Regions from separate parts of the Salmo salar genome. Here region 2 is linked to region 1. Evidence: chromatin contacts called from public Hi-C data. All regions are on one chromosome and are shown on one strand. Each heading gives the region's core, a stretch centred on a gene start, on an enhancer-like site or on the middle of the called end of the contact. The rest is flanking DNA. Distances are from core to core; before and after follow the strand shown. Region 1 holds the start of noc3l (NOC3-like DNA replication regulator). Region 2 has its middle 32 kb from the start of hecd2.

Region 1 (7,603 bases), core at 3,614-6,113:
ACAGGGTGGGCCATATCATGATCTCCTCCACAGTGTGCTGGGGGCTTACACCTGTTACAGACCTGACGTGGGATATGTGAGTAACACGTCAAAACGGCACTCTTTGTCCTTATTTTCTCCCATACCGTGGCTGCGGTGGTTGTAAAGTGAAATGGCGGTTCTGTTCTCTTTCAGGTCCAGGGCATGTCCTTCATAGCTGCAGTATTAATCCTCAACCTGGAGGAAGCTGATGCCTTCATCGCATTTGCTAACCTGCTCAACAAACCCTGTCAACTGGCCTTTTTCAGAGTGGACCATGATCTGGTGAGGCCCACTTCCATAGGGGCCACTGTGGAAAATTGTCCTCTCTCTAAAATGACTTTAACAGGACTGAATTAGTCGTCACTGCATCTCTCGCTACCGTTCTTCTTCTCTAGATGCTGAAATACTTTGCTGCATTCGAGGTGTTCTTTGAAGAGAACCTCCCAAGACTATTTAACCACTTCCAGAGCTCCAACCTCACCCCAGATCTCTATCTCATAGACTGGTAAGTACCTATGGGATCTCTGTGAACATTTGAAAGTATGTAACAGCTCTCTTTAGTGTGGCCTTCAAGCTGTTATCTCCCACTTTTAGTTCCAGTCATGCTATCAGCTCAGTATTCACAGTTATAAGAGCACAGCTACTGTAAGCTCTAGATTAAATAATCTGCATTCACCATTCTGCTAACTGCCGTGTGTGTGTGTGTGTGTGTGTGTGTGTGTGTGTGTGTGTGTGTGTGTGTGTGTGTGTGTGTGTGGTGAACTTGCTTGCGTTCGTTCGTTTGTGAATGCATGCTTCTGTGTCTGTGCACAGGATCTTCACTCTGTACAGTAAGTCGTTGCCATTGGACGTGGCGTGTCGCGTGTGGGACGTGTTCTGTCGTGACGGCGAGGAGTTCCTGTTCCGGACGGGTCTGGGGATCCTGCGTCTGTATGAGGACGTGCTCCTACAGATGGATTTCATCCGCAGCGCCCAGTTTCTGACACGCCTCCCTGAGGATATAGGCTCAGATAGGCTGTTCGCCTGCATTGCAGCCGCGCCCATGCTCAATGGAAACAGAAAATGGTCCCAGGTCAGTTCCTCTAAACATGAGAAGACATGAAAGTGAGAAAATGGATACGTTTGCATGGAGTGACAATAAACATACAAGAATGTTATTATGTGGTTAGGTTGAAGCCATTTCTGTAGCCTATTGAGTGAACTGGGTCATGCTCCCAAAATTCCTCAAAAATAGCCTGTAGTTATGTCCAGTCCCTGGTCTGCCCGTCCATCACGTGTGCCATTTGTGTGGCCAGTAGCAGTTTAGAAATTACACATCACTCAGCCACTGCTATATGGAAGACATCTTTATCATAGATTCACACTTGTTGAGTCCTACAATTCATATACTACACCACCTACAGGTGAATGAATGTACATTGCGTACACAAAACATTAGGAACACCTTCCCTTTTGCCCTCAGAACAGCCTCAATTCATTGGGGCACGGACTCTACAAGGTGTCAAAAGCACAGGAATGCTGGCCCATGTTGACTCCAATGCTTCCCACAGTTGTGTTAAGTTGGCTGGATGTAATTTGGGTGGTGGACCATTCTTGATACACACAGGAAACTGTTGAGCGTGAAAAACCCAGCAGCGTTGCAGTTCTTGACACAAACCGGTGCGCCTGGCACCTACTATCATACCCCATTCAAAGGCACTTAAATCTTTTGTCTTGCCCATTCACCCTCTGAATGGCACACATACACAATCCGTGTCTCAATTGTCTCAAAGCTTAAAAATCATGATTGAACCTGTCTCCTCCCCTTCATTTACACTGACTGAAGTGGATTTAACAAGTGACATCAATAAGGGATCAGTCTACAGTATGTCATGGGAAGAGCAGATGTTCTTAATGTTTTGGATACTCGGTGTATGTCAGTTACAGAAATAAATAGGAAAGAACCTGTATGATAGTCTGCTTTTTTTGTGTGGAAATGTAGGCTACACAGCACCACCTACAGGTATTTATTTACTGTGTTTGCCTAAAAAGAATGACCGGATGCAGTTTTATGCTAAGATTTGTTCTCTCCTCTCCAGGTATTTCATGCGTTGATGAAGGACAACAAGGACATGGACAGGAATTGCAACCCAGCACTTAAGAGTTTATGATTCAGCAGTGGAACGTTTGAAGGATCATGTTCCTCTCTTTAATTGAGAGGCTTTGATCACCTTAGATTGATCATGGTAAATGGACCTTAAAGAATTTCATACTTGAAGATGGAGGCCTTGAACACCATTGGCAGTTTGATTGAATTTAGAGTATTTATGGTAGTATATCATGAATATACAGTACCAGTCAAAAGTTTGGACAGACCGACTCATTCAAGGGTTTTTCTTTTTTACTATTATTTTAGAATAATAGTGAAGACATCAAAACTATGAAATAACACACATGGAATCATGTAGTAACCAAAAAAGTGTTAAACAAATCAAAATAGATTTTAGATTCTTCAAAGTAGCCATGCTTTGTCTTGATGACGGCTTTGCACACTCTTGGCATTCTCTCAACCAGCTTCACCTGGAATGCTTTTCCAACAGTCTTGAAGGGGTTCCCACACATGCTGAGCAATTGTTGACTGCTTTTCCTTCACTCTGCGGTCCAACTCATTCCAAACCATTTCAATTGGGTTGAGGTCGGGGGATTGTGGAGGCCAGGTCATCTGATGCAGCAGTCCATCACTCTCCTTCTTGGTCAAATAGTGCTTACACAGCCTGGAGGTGTGTTGTGTCATTGTCCTGTTGAAAAACAAATGATAGTCCCACTAAGCGCAAACCAGACGGTATGGCGTATCGCTGCAGAATTCTGTGGTAGCCATACTGGTTAAGTGTGCCTTGAATTCTAAATAAATCATTGACAGTGTCACCAGCAAAGCACCATCACACCTCCTCCATGCTTCACGGTCAGAACTACACGTGGAGATCATCCATTCATCTACTCTGCGTCTCACAAAAACACAACGGATGGGACCAAAAATCTCAAATTTGGACTCATTAGACCAAAAGACATATTTCCACCGGTATAATGTCCATTGCTTGTGTTTCTTGGCCAAAGCAAGTCTCTTCTTATTGGTGTCATTTAGTAGTGGTTTCTTTGCAGTAATTCAACCATGAAGGCCTGATTCATGCAGTCTCCTCTGACCAGTTGATGTTGAGATGTGTCTGTTACTTGAACTCTGAAGCATTTATTTTTGCTGCAATCTGAGGTGCAGTTAACTCTAATGAACTTATCCTCTGCAGCAGAGGTAACTCTGAGTTTTCCTTTCCTGTGGCGGTCCTCATGAGAGCCAGTTTCATGATAGCGCTTGATGGTTTTTGTGACTACACTTGAAGAAACTTTCAAAGTTCTTGTAATTTTCCAGATTGACTGACCTTCATATCTTAAAGTAATGATGTACTGTCGTTTCTCTTTGTTTATTTGAGCTGTTCTTGCCATAATATGTACTTGGTCTTTTGCCAAATAAGGCTATCTTCTGTATACCCCTAAATTGTCACAACACAACTGATTGGCTCAAACGCATTAAGAAGGAAAGAAATTCCACAAATGTACTTTTGTCAAGGCACACCTGTTAATTGAAATGCATTCCAGGTGACTACCGCATGAAGCTGGTTGAGAGAATGCCAAGAGTGTGCAAAGCTGCCATCAAAGCCAAGTGTGGCTACTTTGAAGAATCTCAAATGTAAAATACATTTTGATTTGTTTAACACTTTTTTGGTTACTACATAATTCCATATATGTTATTTCCTAGTTTTGATGTCTTTGCTATTATTCTAAAAATAATAGTAAAAATAAAGAAAAACCCAAGAATGAGTAGGTGTGTCCAAACTTTTGACTGGTACTGTATGATGACGTATTGAAGTTAGACCCAATTCATTACATCTATCTAGTCCCATCACAAAGGTCTGGAGTTTCTTAGATTGAGTGAGGCCCTTAGTTACACCTGTGGATTTTATCTCACTAACATAAGATATTCCATGAAAATGCACCTCCAAGCATAGATTTACAGTATATGATTTAATGGACCAAGCCAATATAACAACATAGAACAAAATGAAAACAGTGACACAGCCCATCCATTTCTTAAGTCTCTGAAGCTTGTCATCGAATAGTTTCTGCTCATTTAAACTAACAGTAATAGGTTTTCATTACAGTGAGCAGTAAGCACTTGTTTCCGAAAGACCCATAGAAAGTGCAAAAGAGAACACGTGTGGCACATGAGGTTTCTGTTTTGCTTTTGTGTGAATGAATCCACAGTGAAGCTCTTATATTGTTGTGAATGAAAGAGCAATGAGACACTTGTTCAAAGCACCTATTCATGAAACATAATTCACTTTTAAAACATTGTTTGTGATGTTGCTCACATCTTTTTGTTACTTTACATTTGACCAAACACTTATATGTTGAGATGCAACATATTTTTTAATCAATGCTGTAGTTCATGGTTCTACAGGACATTTTTCATATCTTATATATTGGATATAAAAAAAAAGTTGTATATTGTTTCTTTTGCATTTTTTCTATGCTCTCTATTGTACAGTTTTCATACTACTAAGTTAGAACAATTGTAAATATATTTGAAATGAATTAAAGAGTACCTCTGTGATACTGTATCAGACCAGAAGTTATGAATTATGTGAATAAATCAAAGATATGATAATTGCATTTGAAATATTGTCTATTTATTCCCAGACAGTCAGTGTTTGCTGACTGCCGGTGCACCCAAGCAAACAGGTCTTCCCAACCACTAGGTGGCATTTATTTGAATTCGATTTTTTTCATCTATGAGGAGAACACACTTCCATCATTTTTACTTAGAACAAAATTACTTCCGGTATAGGAAAGAAACACACGTGTGGGAACGTTTTTACAGTTTATAGCCAACTATTATTATAATACACTTAAGGCTACTTATTTGATATCGACTTAGACAAGCGCTCCGTCTTTAAAATAAGTATTTTACGATGGCTCCGGTAAGTACATCGTGTAATAGCTAGATAGATAGTAACGCTGCCAGCTGAATTGTTTTAGCTGTATAGCTAACTAGCTATGTACTTACTCATTTTGTTAGCTCTCAATGGCTGTAATTTACGCGGAACATTTTGTCAACTACTGTTAATCACCATTATTTTAGTGGACACTATGTTATCCACATATTTTCGAGAAATTGGGCTATTGTAAACAGCCTGTCGTCATTGCTTCAACTAAATACAAATAACGTTACACTAACTATTAGCTAACTAGTTATGTCTGCAATGCTTGAGTTTGACAGTGGTTTTTACCAGAGGAACCCTAGCTATACCTACCTGCCATGTGTTGTTGGCTTATATAAGAATTCACATTGCTTGACATGCATTCATTTCATACCATAGTCTAGCTGTACTAGCTAGTAACTATGCAACCCCAAATCATTACCCAGGTTGTCCTTATGAATACAAAGCACTGACGATCTTTTCTCACCAACAGCCAAGGAGTAAGAAGAGGAAGCCGAGCTTTCGCAGGCTACTGAAGACAAGTAATGTGAAGCTTGACAACAAGCTAAAGAATCGTCAGTTCAAGAAAGAGAGTACCGACAAGAAACACCGCAAGGAGCAGAAGAAGCTCCGGGCAGCTATCAAAGATGCTGTCTTGAAGACCCCCCTCCCTCTGGAGCGCTACAAGAAGAGGCCAGGTGTGTGCAGCATGACGACCCACCCATACAGTAGTATAGCTTAACATCTAGGCCCTGACATCTAGCACTCAAGCTGAATGATGTCTGTACTGTAATCGGTAACATATAGTTTGGTTTACAATTCATTCACTGTTCCACACTATGGCATCGAAATAATTACGGAACCGATATAAAGTTATTATCATCTATTGTTTTTGTGTGTGCTGTTTGGTGGCGTTAATTACATGTCCCTGTCTGGTGTCTGTTACAGAGGATGAAGAGGAGGAGGAGTTTGTGGAGTCCCTGCCAATGGACATGATGGATGAAGATGACCTGGAGCAGATCAAGGCAATGGCTCAGAAAGCCTCCTTCCTCACCAGAGACCTGTCGTCAAGGTAATTACACAGTCCTTACAGTATTTTTGTAGGGCTGGGCGGTATACTGTATTTTAATATTTCGGTATTGATGGACGGACCGGTTTTGGGGTTGTACTTGCCTTCTGTAACGGTATTTCAATGTTTGGTTTGTTAAATGTAATACGCCAGTTTGTTAAATGTAATACGCCAGTCCACCATGTGTAACATCCGTGTTTATAGTTTACTCCGCTACTTGAGTGAGTCCCCTTTCTCCCACCAAGCTTCATACCGTCAAAAATGTGAAAAATATCCTGGCCATGTTGCCAGTCAGGATTTCTTTACAGTTATGTTCTATGGCTGGGAATTGCCAGGGACCTCGCGATACGATATTATCACGATACTTAGATGCCGATACAATATGTATTGCGGTTCTCACGAATCTATACGTATTGCGATTCTATATTGTGATTTTATTACGATAGGATGTTCCAAAGAGATTGCTCACCATATGTCTGCTGCAGAGGGACAAGAGAGATCCATGAGAAAATGAGTTTATCCCTCATGGACATAAAAGTGCAGAAAACAAATTGCCGCCCTACTTAAAAATAAGATGGAGAACAAGCTATGAAGGAAAACTACTGCCATTTTGGTGCAGGTACAGCCATCTAGCACAAAAATATTGCTATGTGATATAACGTCTCAAATGATATCCGTTATGTAACTGTAGCCCCCCATCAGTTATGTACCATCTTTCTATCAATCTCATGTACATCCCATCACAAGTAGATCATAACACACATGTTGAAATGTATAGCTATGTTTAACTACTCTCCTCACTTAACCTTACTTGAATACCTGCAGTGGTCCAGTGCATGCCAAAAAGCGCAAGGGGGAGCAGCAGGGGCCAGAGAGTTATGAGAAGATGCCCAGAAAGATGCAGCTTACAGAGGAAAAGGAGGTCATTCACCTCCTGCCAATCAAAGACAAGATTAGAGGCCTCATCCCTCAGAGCATGGAGAAACCTGGTAGGATGATTAATATGTGTTACCCCTGAACATCTTCACCTGTAAGTTTGCATTTCCACCTAAGTCATATTGTTAAAAAGTTTTCGAATTTACAGCTCTATTGATACAATTGAGTTGTATTGCTTTGTCTTGTTTTTAGTTGTAGCAAAAAAGGCTGAGGAGGAGGAAGGAGATGCCCCGACTGGCTTGGAGCAATTTGAAAACGGTACCAGCATCATGAACCCCTTTTTTGACTTGAGTCAGTCATCATCTCTGTGTAGAATGTATTGTTAGACCAACTATTGGTAGCCCGGTCCTGATCAGTAGATGAGGTGCTTCTCTCTGATGTTGCTGGTATGTTTCCACAGAGGAGGAGGCTGTGGCTGGGCCGGCCCTGACCCCTCAGGAGCAGCTGAAGCTCCGCACACAGAAGCTGACCAACAGGAAACTACGAATCGCTAGTCTGGGATCGGACATCCTCTCAGACCCCACCACCAACGTAAGCCCGGGTTCGAACAACCCTGCATCTCCGCACC
Region 2 (7,603 bases), core at 1,354-3,853, 140 kb before region 1:
CGTTTTATAGATTGTGTAGTGGGAAAGGCTTTACATGATTTTCTTGTTGTTTTGTCTTACAATGCCATTACAGTAATTCAGTAAAGGAAATTCAGTCATTAGATATCAATAATAAAATGAAGTCAGATTTTCCTCCATGAAACGTTCTATGAACATAGTGTACTGTGCTGCATAGGGCAGACGTTCCCACCGTGGCAACTTTCAAATGGCAATTTGTTTTCCTCTTAGGTTTTTTTCTATTAGTCCTTCACAGATTTAAAGGAGACATATACTTCATAAAGACTGGTTGCAATCTACAGTACCAGTCAAAAGTTTGGACAAACCTACTCATTCAAGGGTTTTTCTTTATTTGTACTATTTTTTACATTGTAGAATAATAGTGACGACATCAAAACTATGAAATAACACATATGGAATCATGTAGTAACCAAAGAAGTGTTAAACAAATCAAAATAGATTTTAGATTCTTCAAAATAGCCACCCGTTGCCTTGAAGACAGCTTTGCACACTCATGGCATTTTTTCAACCAGCTTCATCTGGAATGCTTTTCCAACAGTCTTGAAGGAGTTCCCACATATGCTGACATCTTGTTGGCTGCTTTTCCTTCACTCTGCGGTCAAACTCATTCCAAACGATCTCAATTGGATTGAGGTCGGGTGATTGTGGGGGCCAGGTCATCTGATGCAGCACTCCATCACTGTCCTTCTTGGTCAAATAGCCCTTACACAGCCTGGAGGTGTATTGTGTAATTGTCCTGTTGAAAAACAAATTATAGTCCCACTAAGCACAAACCAGATGGGATGGCGTATTGCTGCAGAATGCTGTGGTAGTCATGTTGGTTAAGTGTGCCTTGTATTCTAAATAAATCACAGACAGTGTCACCAGCAAAGCACCCCCACACCATAACACCTCCTATTCCATTCCTCAGAGTGGGAAACACCTACTCTGCGTCTCATTTGGTCTCAGATTTCTACCGACCTAATGTCTATTGCTTGTGTTTCTTGGCCCAAGCAAGTCTCTTCTTTTTATTGCAGTCCTTTAGTAGTGGTTTATTTGCAACAATTCGACCATGAAGACCTGATTCACGCAGTCCCCTTTGAACAGTTGATGTTGAGATGTGTCTGTTACGTGAACTCTGTGAAGCATTTATTTGGGCTGCAATTTCTGAGGCTGATAACTAATGAACTTATCCTCTGCAGCAGAGATAACTCTGGGTCTTCCTTTCCTGTGGTGTACCTCATGCGAGCCAGTTTCATCATAGCACTTGATGGTTTTTGCGACTGCACTTGAAGAAACGTTCAAAGCTCTTGAAATGTTCCGGATTGACTGACCTTCATGTCTTAAAGTAGATGGACTGTCATTTCTCTTTGCTTATTTGAGCTGTTCTTGCCATAATATGGACTTGGTCTTTTACCAAATAGGGCTATCTTCTGTATACCAACCCTACCTTGTCACAACACAACTGATTGGCTCCAAAAAAATCCACAAATTAACTTTTAACAATACTTTTTTTGGTTACTACATGATTCCATATGTGTTATTTCATAGTTTTGATGTCTTCAATATTATTCTACAATGTAGAAAATAGTAAAAATAAAGAAAACCCTGGAATGAGTAGGTTTGTCCAAACTTTTGACTGGTGCTGTATATAAAAAGCATTGCTTATAGATTTAGTCTTGTGTTTCAGGATCTTGCTCATGGGCTGGCAGAACTTCTCAGCTATGAAGGCAACGTGGAGGAGGACTTCTGCACAACCTTTCAGGTTGGGAAAACACATTCATTCTTGTTCACAATAACACCTGTGAAACATAATGTCTTTGACTTCACAATAATCAATACTGTTACAGCACAAGGGAAGCACTCCACTAATGTGATGATCATTTTAGGTGTCGCAGGAAGAACTAGGTGTGATCAAGTCCTACAATCTGAAACCAGGAGGAGATAAGATTCCTGTTACCAACCAGAACAGGAAGGGTAAGTGAGGAGTAGACAGACTGCCAAACACCAGAGGAAAGACAACTGTCCTGCAGTAGCATGTGATATCTAACAGTGCCTTTCAGACTATGTGGCATTTGTTTGTTCTCTCATAGTTGAATGATTGTTTGATTATTCTTGTCTTTGCAGAGTATGTCCAGCTGTACGTAGATTTCCTGCTGAATAAGTCCATTTACAGGCAGTTTGCTGCCTTCTTCTATGGCTTCCACAGTGTGTGTGCCTCCGACGCTTTGTTGGTAAGAATATCAAGACTTTTACTATCAAAGGGAATAAATTAATTCTAATTGGTGTGACCAACTGTAGAAAAACGTTATGAATTCCAACTGTCATTATAGGTTTTTGGATAAAGTATATCACTATCACAGAGAATTCAGAGGACATCATTTCAGTGCCAGCTGGTCCTGTTTGAAGTGTCAGAAGTCAATAGTTTAGTCAACTCCTATAGAACGCTTTCTGATTAGGCAGCATCGTGATCATGAGGCCCGGAGAGGCAACGAGGAGTGCAGGATTGGAAGCTCAACTGTGAGTGCGTGCATGTGTGTGAGTGAGTCTACTGTTCCTCGCTGCCTGTTCACAGAGGCTCCCCACCCCCTCTCTTGGCACAGGCCTCCTAACGGGGGTGTTTGTGTGTGTGTGTGTGCTCTGTCTCCACTTAGTGACCAGGGCTCATTGGGCCAAAAGGGGGAGGCTCGTATGAGTGGCCTATTTAAAGAGTACGTAGGGAACCACAGTGGCAGGGTTGACGTCCACCATGAATATCAATCAGACAGACCACAAATCTGCTGTATTCATGCAGAACCAGCCCAGCTTTAGGGTTAGATTTGCATGGTTTAACATGAGAGGATCTGGATCACTCTGGTCGTTGTCAGTTGGTTTCCCAATAGTTATTTAACTGTTGCTAGGCTCTGTGAGCCCTGTGAGTATCCTCACTGATCTGCTGACAGAAACCTATCAGCGTACTGTGTAACTAACAAGGAGTGAAATACAGGTAACTGCCAAAATAAAGGAAACACCACCATAAGGTGTCTTAATAGGGCATTGGGCCACCACGAGCCAGAAAAGCTTCACTGCACCTTGGAATAGATTAGTACAAAAAAAATAAAATAATAATAAATGTATGAAATGTATGCATTCACTACTGTAAGTCGCTCTGGATAAGAGCGTCTGCTAAATGACTAAAATGTAAAAATGTAAAATGTAATTCTACAAGGGTTTGGAACTCTATTGGAAGGATGAGACACCATTCTTCCATGAGAAATTCCATCATTTGGTTTTTTGTTGATGGTGGTGGAAAACGCTGTCTCAGGTGCCCCTCCAGAATCTTCCATAAGTGTTCAATTGGGATGAGATCTGGTGACTGAGACGGGCATGACATATGGCTTACATCGGCCATGGCATATGGCTCAGCAAAAAAATAAACATCCCTTTTTCAGGACCCTGTCTTTCAAAAATAATTCGTAAAAATCCAAATAACTTCACAGATCTTCATTGTAAAGGGTTAAAACACTGTTTCCCATGCTGCTTGTTCAATGAACCATAAACAATTAATGAACATGCACCCTTGGAACGGTCGTTAAGACACTAACAGTTTACAGACAGTAGGCAATTAAGGTCACAGTTATGAAAACTTAGGACGCTAAAGAGGCCTTTCTACTGACTCTGAAAAACACCTAAATAAAAATGCCGAGGGTCCCTGCTCATCTGCTTGAACGTGCCTTAGGCATGCTGCAAGGAGGCATGAGGACTGCAGATGTGGCCAGGGAAATAAATTGCAATGTCCGTACTGTGAGACGCCCAAGACAGCGCTATAGGGAGACATGACGGACAGCTGATCGTCCTCGCAGTGGCAGACCACGTGTAACAACAACAGGATCGGTACGTCCGAACATCACACCTGCGGGACAGGTATAGGATGGCAACAACAACTGCCCGAGTTACACCAGGAAGGCACAATCCCTCCATCAGTGCTCAGGCAGTCCGCAATAGGCTGAGAGAAGTTGGACTGAGGGCTTGTAGGCCTGTTGTAAGGCAGGTCCTCACCAGAAATCACCAGCAACAACGTCGATCTGTGGGCACAAACCCACCATCGCTAGACTGGCAAAAAGTGCTCTTCACTGACGAGTCGCGGTTTTGTCTCACCAGGGGTGATTCGTGGTCGGATTCGTGTTTATCGTCGAAGGAATGAGCGTTACACCGAGGCCTGTACTCTGGAGCGGGATCGATTTGGAGGTGGAGGGTCCGTCATGGTCTGGGGCGGTGTGTCACAGCATCATCGGACTGAGCTTGTTGTCATTGCAGGCAATCTCAATGCTGTGCGTTACAGGGAAGACATCTTCCCTCATGCCGTACCCTTCCTGCAGGCTCATCTTGTCATGACCCTCCAGCATGACAATGCCACCAGCCATACTGCTCATTCTGTGTGTGATTTCCTGCAAGACAAGAATGTCAGTGTTCTGCCATGGCCAGCGAAGAGCCCGGATCTCAATCTCATTGAGCACGTCTGGGACCTGTTGGATCGTAGGGTGAGGACTAGGGCCATTTCCCCCATAAATGTCCGGAAACTTTGCATGTGCCTTGGTGGAAGAGTGGGGTAAAATCTCACAGCAAGAACTGGCAAATCTGGTGCAGTCCATGAGGAGGAGATGCACTGCAGTACTTAATGCAGCTGGTGGCCACACCAGTTACTGACTGTTATTTTTGATTTTAACCCCCGCTTTGTTCAGGGACACATTATTCAATTTCTGTTAGTCACATGTCTGTGGAACTTGTTCAGTTTATGCCTCAGTTGTTGAATCTTGTTATGTTCATACAAATATTTACAAATGTTAAGTTTGCTGAAAATAAATGAGAGGACGTCTCTTTTTTTGCCTGGTTTATATGGGTTTTTTTACCCCTTTTTCTCCCCAATTTTGTGGTATCCAATTAGTAGTTACACTCTTGTCTCATCGCTGAAAATCCCGTACGGACTCGGGAGAGGCGATGGTCGAGAGCCATGCGTCCTCCGAAACACGACCCAACCAAACTGCACTGCTTTTGTTTCACTCATTTACTGAAGTGTTTCCATTATTTTGGCAGTTACCTGTACTACCTCAACCATCCTTAATAGGCAAACCATGGTCCATATCTGGACCCAGAACAGCGTCAATATGGAACGAAGGTGACATATGCACAATTAAGACATGCAAAAATGTTAAGAATTGCAGGAAATAAGTTTTAAAACAAACATTTTCTTTCCACCCTATGGTAAAATGTGTAGAATTGCAGAAAATTTGCTTTAAAACTGCAACATTTCTCTCCACCAACAAGAGGTGTGTGTTTGTCGTGGACAGTGCCTGAGTTGGGGTAGGGGTTTATTAATACACTGATAAATGGCAATGTACATCTGGACCTTTGCCGCCTAGGAAATGTGTGTGAACTGACCCTTTCCAATAGTATTTGAGAACCCCTGGACAACACCAAGTAATCAATCAATTAAAGTTGACAAGATTGAAATAGACTGGGGTACTGCAATTAACTGTGTGTAGTGAACTGTCAGATAAGCTGACAGCAGTGAGCTCAGGGATCTGTCTGGGCAAGGATTCTGCTGTACCAGCAAAAACAAATATTTGACTGTTCAATTATCTGTTTGGTGTACGTGTCAGTGAATGCCAGAGTTGGTATTTACTGTACGCCACAACCTAACCGACCCCACCACAAACCACAGTCAAACATTAATTAGCCTAACTGCTTTTCCCTTTGCAGCAAATGTAGCATGCTGATTCATCCTTTTTGGATACTGTAGATAGAAAAGAAACACAAAAATAGAAATGTAGTATGCATGTACCAGCAATATCATTTTCAACAGGATCAACCCCTACAAAAATATCCATAAATTATAATCCGTATAATAATTCACATTTCCTGTTGCTACTGGATTATTTCCCTGCTGCAGCAAACTGGGTCAAATTAATATCCTACATTTGTATTAGTCCACTCAGTTCTTGCAAATCAGGAGATTTTCCCTCTTTGCTTTCCAAGGCAGTGCATGCGCCTATAAGCAGGCTCGTACTATACATGTATGTTCATGCTGGTCAATGATAGTGTGACAGTGGGATAGAAGCATGTAATGTACATGTAGGAAAAGTCAGCTATAGCCCCCCCACATAGCCCCACGCCAGCAAAAGCAATCGTCTTTCAAACCAGCTCATTGTGACAGTTGCGCAACAGTTGTCTACGCTCTCATTGGTTATGCAACTCTGCTTTGACAGTTATAACTCACCAGCTGCCTGGTGGGGTGAGGGAAGAGGGGGTGTGGCAGACAAGGTTTGAACCGTCCCAGATTCTTCAGTAACTCTATATCCCAGCTGGAACTTGCCATTGGCTTGTCTTGCTTTAACTAGTCAATGGGTTGTATTTCTGTTTGCACTCCGTGGACACGGTGAAACTCTGATGCTGTGAGGTGGTTGTGTAGACCGTGCACTGCCTGACACAGACGTCTGGGTGTGTTTTGATAAGGTGGAGTCACAGATATGAAGAGTGCATGGGAGTGAATGTGGTCAAGGACCGAGTGATACAGAGAAAATATGCAACTATGTCAAATAGGGTTTGCAAAATGAGGCCAAATGTATCAAGTTAGCAACAGATTGGATACTGTATCTGATAAATACAGTTTAGGCAGTGTGTGACACAATGATCCATACATATGGCACGCTGATCATGCACCCCATTCCCTTACTATGACACTGTACCATAGTCATTGATGGTTCTGTTTAAGTGCACATTTTGTGCAGCACTAGTGCAATGAACAGGGATTCATGATTCAGACTACCATGATCGTAACTAATTGTCTTGTGTCATGCAGTAGGTTAGTTTTAATGGGCAACTCCACTTCCTGATTTTTTTGGGTTCATTAAGAAATGCTAGCGATTAGCTTCAGCCGGCTGGTGTGTGACTGTGGCAAAGTCGGTTTGACTTTGGATAACCTAGCTCTGGGGCTAGTTAGGGTCCGTCAACACAATGTAAATGAGACAATATTTTCATGTTGCACACCTTTTAGTTTTCTCATGAAATGCTTTCAATATTTGTATTTGAATTTCTACAATGTATAATTGGTTTGAGGTTTTTAAGTCATTGAAATTTGGAGCTATTGGAATTTTTACGTATTGTCCAATGTTAATTGTGTAATTTTACAGATAGTCGCAAACCAGCCCTACCGGGATATCCAAAGTCAACCCAAATTTACCACAAGCATTACAATCGGGTTGCGTGCAGCTGTAGTCCGAATTGGTGATTACTTGTGTGCTGCCAGCTGTGGTTATGTGGGTAGGATTGAAACAAACTCAAATTTACGCTAGGATGCAGTAATGAATACAAGTGTTACAAAACTCAGTTTTTGATTAGAGTGACTGACCAAAATGATCCTACTTCCACTTTGTAGTCAATTTTGACAGTAGAATAAATATTTCTGACACATATTGTTGCCACGTAGGCTGTTTTCTAAATGAGAAGTTGCTCTTTAATGGACAAAATTCCATCCCATTGGGCACATACTAGTTGAATCAACGTTGTTTCCACGTCATTTCAATTAAATTATGTTGAACCAATGTGAAATAGACATTGAATTGATGTC

The links. Hi-C and Micro-C count contacts between places; a contact is called where the count stands out from the background.
Region 2: a Hi-C map of muscle shows a contact between it and region 1, with 2.9 times the contacts expected there. The contact joins the enhancer-like site here to the promoter of noc3l in region 1. A contact is called at or near these places in 2 of 3 Hi-C or Micro-C datasets (gill and muscle).

The regions. Positions count from the first base shown.
Region 1 is chrssa28:6,570,366-6,577,968 of Ssal_v3.1, reverse strand. noc3l (NOC3-like DNA replication regulator) reads left to right here and starts at 4,863. Exons shown (of 20, transcript XM_014179263.2): 1 at 4,863-5,030; 2 at 5,524-5,728; 3 at 5,979-6,102; 4 at 6,925-7,088; 5 at 7,228-7,293; 6 at 7,436-7,566. The coding sequence starts at 5,022. It overlaps LOC106589376 (TBC1 domain family member 12), which reads left to right. Exons shown (of 13, transcript XM_014179265.2): 9 at 5-76; 10 at 175-303; 11 at 417-526; 12 at 835-1,093; 13 at 2,100-2,455. The coding sequence ends at 2,171.
Region 2 is chrssa28:6,708,946-6,716,548 of Ssal_v3.1, reverse strand. It overlaps a transcript of hecd2 not described here. Among protein-coding and RNA genes, the nearest start is that of hecd2, 32 kb to the left of the region's middle. Within about 2 kb of position 2,603, at least 3 of the 13 cell types and tissues checked have an H3K27ac peak or open chromatin away from gene starts, as enhancers often do. A contact at or near this core is called in muscle, where this site is marked.